Linked DNA regions of Sus scrofa: region 1 is linked to region 2. A link is a contact called in public promoter capture Hi-C data. All regions are on one chromosome and are shown on one strand. Each heading gives the region's core, a stretch centred on a gene start, on an enhancer-like site or on the middle of the called end of the contact. The rest is flanking DNA. Distances are from core to core; before and after follow the strand shown.

Region 1 (3,321 bases), core at 795-3,294, 150 kb before region 2:
CAGATTAAGAAACTGACACCCAGGGAGATTTCTCCAAGGTCACAGGGCTACAAAGTTGCAGAGCTAAGACCAGAAACGCAAGATTCTGTGTCTAGCTGGTCCCAGCCTCCAAGAGAGGGAGATGACCTTGAGAGTCATGTGAGACTCCAGAAAGTGGGCAGCTGGGGAGAACACAGAGCCTGCTAGCCACGGGAACACAAAAGGAGAAATTCCTGGGACCAGGAGGCTTTCCCGGGCGGCAGTGGCAAAAGGAAGGGTTGGATCCTGACGATCTGCATCTATGAACTCAAAACAGCACTCCCCACTGAAGCCTTCCGCTCTCACTCCCATCCTGCACCCCATCTTCTGACACATTTTCTCCTCTTCTCGCTGCCCTATTTTATTACTAACACAGAACAGCTGCTCAATAAATGTAGAATGAACAAAAGATGAATGAGATGCCTCTTGCTCCCACAAAACCTGTTTGGTCCAATCCCTTTAGAGGGGATGGCAGCAAGGGAGCAGGAGTTTAGAGGGAAAACACAGCCAGCTGTCACTCCAAAAAAGGATGATCTGATACCAGAATACGGGAAGGGGCCAAAGGAGCTAAGCACTAGGAGGGGACCCTCCCACAACGTCTAAACCCTTAAGAGAGTCCCTGGGCTCCACATGGCCATGTGGGGTAGGCACTGTGTGTCTGGGGGCAGTGGTGCAAGGACTCAGGAGGAGGCAGCTGGGTGGTAACCAGAGTGAGGCAGGAGCCAGCAGAACCCTGCCACATAACAGGAGGAGATGGGAGTTAAGATTTTAGGAAGTAAATGAATTGCTTCATCTCTGCAGCTCCTTACGTTGTGAGAACCCCCACTCCCAGCCCTAAACGTCTTTGGGGACATGGAAGCAGGGACCTCTGCCAAGCTGGGCGGCTGCCCCCGCTATGTTTGCTGAGGACAGGTAAGAGCTTGTGTACCTTGATCGTCTGGAAAATTCAAACTCAGCGGTCCAGTGTAGAAGGGAACGGGTTAATGACAGGGCCGACATGGAGTATGAAAGTGGGGAGAAGGAGCGAGGCAAGAAGTGCTGGGGCCTGCACCGGCCTCTCCTCGGACCTCAGGCCAGTCCCACGGCGGAGGGAGGGCGAGCGAGAAAAAAGGAGAGGAGGAAGGCTGCTTTCCAGAGAGGTGTGGAGAGCGGCCCAGGGTGACCCTGACATGGAGGCAGCTGCGGGAATGCAGCCGCCCTGGCCTCGGCCCCCCCGCGCCCGCACCGGCCGGGACCCTGGACTTCTGCTCCAGCCGGTGCCCGCGACCCTCCTTCCGGCGCCCAAGCCCCAGCCCCCGCCCGGCATCCTCCCCTCCCCTCCCCCGCCCAGGGCACCCAGGATTCCCGGCTCGCCCGCGGCGCCCCAGCCCCCGGCCCGGGCGGCCGAATTCCCTCTTCCCAGAATCCTCACGCCCTCCCCTCCCCCACAGCCAGACCCTCGCGCTCTTCCCAGAATCCTCGGCCCTCGCGGCCCCTGCCCGGCCCCCACCCCTGCCTCGGGCGGCCCGGGGGCGGGGGAGGGGGCTCAGGCCCGGGCCCGCCCCGCCTCCCGCGCCCCATTGTTCCCCGGCGGCCGTCCCGGGCCCTGCGGGCCACCCCCCGGGAACCCTGGCGTCCCCAACTCACGGCTCTGGGGTCTGGGAGAGGCCGCAAGGCAAAATCCAGCCCCAGGGGACTTAACCCCTTGAATGCCCTGCCTTGGGGGGCGGGCTAGATGCCGAGGACTCTGGGGTCCTTCTCAAGGGGTGATCCCAGGCTGAGGACCCGGGGACCAGTTCAGGGTGACTGGGACGGAGCAGGAAGTGACCCCAGCTTCCCGGGCCCCTCTAGCCTGGAGTCAGAGCATCAGCTCTATGGGATTTAACCCTTTGGCTCCCACAGCTTGGGAAAAAAAAGAGTACGGGGAAGCGGGGAGGTAGCCGAGACGACGCCCCTCTCTCCGTCTCCAGTGGGAGCTGGTTCTGGGGGAAACCCAGACGCCAGTGAGGGGCTCCAGATTTCTGGCCACCTACTACCATCTCACAGGGGCTCCGCCTGCCGCTCCCGGAAAGCCCTATCTCTGATTTGGTGGCTGCTGTTCCCCCGGGGCCTGCCTTTGTTGGGACTCAGACCCAGGGTTGGGGCTTGGAAGCCCCCGGGGTTGTGGGGTGGGAGCAGGGGCTGGCACGACACACCCAGAGCAGGAGCATCCTACAGACTGAAAAATGGCTTCGATGAAGTGAGAAGTGACAGCAACAAGAATTTGGGCTGAAGGGACCAGCACAACCAATGAGACATTTGTGGCAGCCTGTGCCTCTGGCCCCAGCCTCACGGAGGGTGTTGGCGGCCCCTCATCCTCAAACAGGTCCCCTGAGAGGGGGAAACCAAGGCCCTAGGGGTGGCAGGAGGGAGGAGAGCCAGACCTTCTCCCCGTAGCTCTGAAGGCACCCTGCTCAGAGCAGAAGAAACCTCTTGAAAACCTGGGGGAAATGTAGGAACCTCCCAAGGTCCAGGTTATCTGGGCTTCGGATTTTTACAGCCGTTATGTCTTTCCTTCCTCTACACAAGCCGTGATTGTCCCCATTTCACAGAAGAGGGAAAAAAAGGTGTGAGAAGTGAGGCAGTGGCTTCAGGCCCTGCCATCCTTACTTAAATGTAACACATTGGTGTATGGAAAGCCTTTTATTATACGGCAATGTGGGGACACCTCAAAGTGAAACATCAGACTTTCTGCCCTCAAGAACTCAAGAGGTTTGGTGTGTGTGTGAGAGAAACACAAAGGAATTATAGGAAAGCGTCAAAAGGGCTAAATGTCCAGAGATATGAGGGAGCAAGAGAAGGAACAAACCCTGAGGGAAAGGTAAAGGGGACACAGCTCCTCTGGGCCTGCATCTGGGCTTTGGAGCTGTGGGCTTGGCCTCTGCTCCCTTATCAGCACTGTCTCCTTCTTGAGGCCTATCACCATCTAATCCCTGGCTCCCATCACTGTTGACAACTCCCTCTCACCTTAGGGCCTCTGGCTTCCCCTTGTTCTCCTCCCCCCCTTGTTCTAGAAGCAGCCACCTGCATTACCTGGACACAATTTGACTCTCCTGCACACACAGGCATGCAGGTCAGCTCCACCAGGGCAGGGGCTTGGCCGTGCCTAGAACAGGGACTGGAAGGGAGCAGGTGCTCAGTGTGTGGAACAAAGCTGTCCTGCCTCAGGTGTTTCTAGATTAAGCCCTGAGGCCCCAGGAGATGGGACAAAGTTGGGCAAAGGCACCACTGCTGGGCTCCAACTACACAATCACATTTGCCCACAGACCCCACCCCACCCAAGAC
Region 2 (3,207 bases), core at 109-2,608:
ATGACACCATCATCGATGCCACGAAGTGTGGCAACCTGGCGAGGTTCATCAACCACTGCTGCACGGTGCGCGGGGGGCCGGGCCGGGCCGGGGTGGGGCGGGGGCCAGGGGCACAGCCGCAGCTCACCCCATCCTTGTCCTGCAGCCCAACTGCTATGCCAAGGTGATCACCATCGAGTCGCAGAAGAAGATCGTGATCTACTCCAAGCAGCCCATCGGTGTGGACGAGGAGATCACCTACGACTACAAGTTCCCGCTGGAGGACAACAAGATCCCGTGTCTGTGCGGCACCGAGAGCTGCCGCGGCTCCCTCAACTGAGGTGGGGCAGGACTGGTGCCCTCACCCCTATTTATTCCCCTTGGTGCCCTGAGCTCCCAGCCCACCCAGCCTTAGTGGGCTCAGCAGGGCCCACGTGCCCCATCTCCGAATGTGGGGTTGGGGGCCCCCCGAGCCCAGGAGGGAGCCTCAGTCCCTTGAGGCGACTTCTGCTTCCCCTCTTGCCCCTGCCCACCCATCCCCTGAATTTTTTTTCTTTGCGGAGAAGAAGCTGTAAATGTTTTGTAGCTGCCAGCAGCTGTTTCCTGTGGAAACCTGGGGTGCCGGCCTGTACAGATCCTGTTCTTGGGGGCTGCACAGCCCCCTTGCTTTGTGTTCATGGGGCTTCCCCTTTGTGCCCTGCGTGCACCCCTCCCCAGTTTAGGGGTCTCTAGGGGCAGTGGCCATGTTCTCCCCCTGGGGGGGGGCCCTGCGCCCCCAGTCCTGGGGACTCCGTGCCTGGAACCCTGCCTCATCTTCTGTTCCTGCCAGACCCTGTGGGTCACCCTCCCAGCCTGGTGTCTGGAAGCTCCGGCTTTGCCAGGCCGGGATGGTGGGGGGCGGGCCCTTCCTGTTGGGCTGGACTGTACATATGTTAATAGCGCAAACCCAACGCCACATTTTTATAATTGTGATTAAACTTTATTGTACAAAAGTGCTTGGTCAGTATCTTTGGGAAAGAGTAGGGTGGGATGGGGGCTGAGGACAGAGGGTGGGGCAAGTGAAGAGAGGGGGAAACAGGTGGCCTGAAGCTTGGGGTGGGGAGAGGGCCTTTCGGGCAAGAGCCAGGACCTGCAGACTCAGCCACCATCACTCTGGGCCACCTGCTAGGCTGGAACAGCCATCCAGAAATCCCCCGCCAAGGCCGGCCAGGGCAGGGCCAAGGTCAGGCCTCCCTTCCCTTCCCAGAACCACAGCTGCTGCTGGGCTTCTGGCCTCCTGGGAAATCCAGCAGGAGGGAAAGACTGACATCATGCCCTGGGAGCGAGGTCACCCTGCCTGCTCCCTTTACCTCGCCCACCCAGCAGGTTCCAGCTTCCCCATTCCCTTTCCTCAAGTTCTCTGCTGGAAGCAGATGCCAGTGCAGCGTGGAGTGGCCACCAGAGGGTGCCCTGTGGCAAGAGTAAGGTGGGCGGAGAGGTGGAGGCTGGGCTGGTCTCTGTTCCTGGAATGGGCCAGGAGGGAGGAGGAGCAAGCGGAAGGGGACTGTGTCACGGGCCCGCTGGCCTGGGGGACGAAGACGGCCTCCCGGTGGCCAGTTTGGGTGTCCTGGGACCTTGGCAGCAGGTAGGCAGCAGTGATGCCAGGGCCTGGGGTCCCTTCCCCCCATCCCGGCCCTTCCCACCTTCCTCTCCCTGCCGTCCCGGCTCCCTGCCAACTGCCTTTCCTTTTCTGTCTCGGGACCTCCTCCTCCGCCTCAAACCCTGAGCCCTCCCTGCACGCCAAGCCTTCCCCTCATCTTGGTAAGTGCGGCTGGCAGGGTTGGGACAGGTAACCTGGCTGCGGCTCCCACGGCTGCAGCCTCTGGAAACGGCTCTGGGCCCCGGGTCACTGTTGCTGTCCACTAAGCCAGAGGCCTCTTCTAGGAGTAACAGGTGGGCTGTAGGTGCCGGGGCAGGTGGCAGCAGGCAACCCAGGTGAGCCAGGGTGTCTTTCCCCAGCAGGGCATGGCAGATTCTGCTCAGGCCCAGAAGCTGGTGTACCTGGTCACAGGTGGCTGTGGCTTCCTGGGGGAACATGTGGTCCGCATGCTGCTGCAGCAGGAACCCCGGCTCTGTGAGCTGCGCGTCTTCGACCTACACCTGGGCCCCTGGCTGGAGGAACTGGAGACAGGTGACTGTGGTGGGGACAGAGTGGGGACGGGGGGAGAGGATGTGGACTTCCTTCCTTGGGGTGGAAAAGATGATGTCTCCTATGTTTTCCAGTGTGGACGGATGGGATGAATGAGTCACATTGGGAATATGTGGCTTCCAAGGGTGTGGGCCAAACCCAGCAGCTGGCCTGTGGCCTCAGCTCTGACATTGCCTCTGGCTGCTCCTACCCATCCCCAGGGCCCGTGCAGGTGACTGCCATCCAGGGGGACGTGACCCAGGCCCATGAGGTGGCAGCGGCTGTGGCCGGAGCCCACGTGGTCATCCACACAGCTGGGCTGGTGGATGTGTTCGGGAGAGCCAGTCCGGAGACCATCCATGAGGTCAACGTGCAGGGTGAGCGGCTCTCCACCTACTCTGATCACACACGCAATCCTCCCTGGCGCATGGCCTGAACTTGGCTGTTTGTTCCCTGCCCCCTCTTTGACCTTGACCTCTGTAATTCTCCTGTGACAATCTGTCCTGTGGACACTCCTGCCCATCATGGCGGGCTGGCCCTCACTGACCTGCCGTGGTTCGCCCTGGGCCTGGAGCTGGAAGACTCGGGTCCTCCTCCAGCTTTGGGATGGGGAGCGGAAAGATGCAGAGGGGGAGGAAGCTTTGGTTTAGACGTCCCCCCCTACCCCAGGCACACAGAATGTGATCGAGGCTTGTGTGCAGAATGGAACACGCTTCCTGGTCTACACAAGCAGCATGGAAGTTGTGGGGCCCAACATCAAGGGCCAGCCCTTCTACAGGTGAGCTGAGGTTCCCCTCAGTCCTTCAAGGCCCCCCTCTCTCCCCAGCATTAAGAATTTTCCCTCTCCCCCCACTAGGGGCAATGAGAATACCCCATACGAGGCAGCACACAGACATCCGTATCCTCGCAGCAAGGCCCTGGCTGAGCGGCTGGTCCTCGAAGCCAACGGAAGGAAGGTAAGACAGCGGATGAGATGTGGGAGCCAGAGCGGGGGTGGAAAGAGCTGCCGGGCAGAGGCAGAGCCAGGGCCTGCAGGCGCCTTTGCATCCTGCCCTGGGCAC

The links. Promoter capture Hi-C pulls out the DNA fragments that hold promoters and counts their contacts.
Region 1: a contact with region 2 is called in a promoter capture Hi-C map of fetal liver, with 3 times the contacts expected there. The contact joins the promoter of ZNF629 here to the promoter of HSD3B7 in region 2. A contact is called at or near these places in 1 of 5 promoter capture datasets (fetal liver) and 1 of 2 datasets of contacts at active chromatin or transcription factors (alveolar macrophages).

The regions. Positions count from the first base shown.
Region 1 is chr3:17,608,823-17,612,143 of Sscrofa11.1, reverse strand. It overlaps ZNF629 (zinc finger protein 629), which reads right to left and starts at 2,044. Exons shown (of 3, transcript XM_005653002.3): 1 at 1,645-2,044.
Region 2 is chr3:17,461,532-17,464,738 of Sscrofa11.1, reverse strand. It overlaps HSD3B7 (3 beta-hydroxysteroid dehydrogenase type 7), which reads left to right and starts at 1,358. Exons shown (of 7, transcript XM_005655085.3): 1 at 1,358-1,603; 2 at 1,978-2,149; 3 at 2,368-2,523; 4 at 2,816-2,924; 5 at 3,003-3,102. The coding sequence starts at 1,487. It overlaps SETD1A (histone-lysine N-methyltransferase SETD1A), which reads left to right. Exons shown (of 21, transcript XM_021086406.1): 20 at 1-65; 21 at 146-971. The coding sequence ends at 319.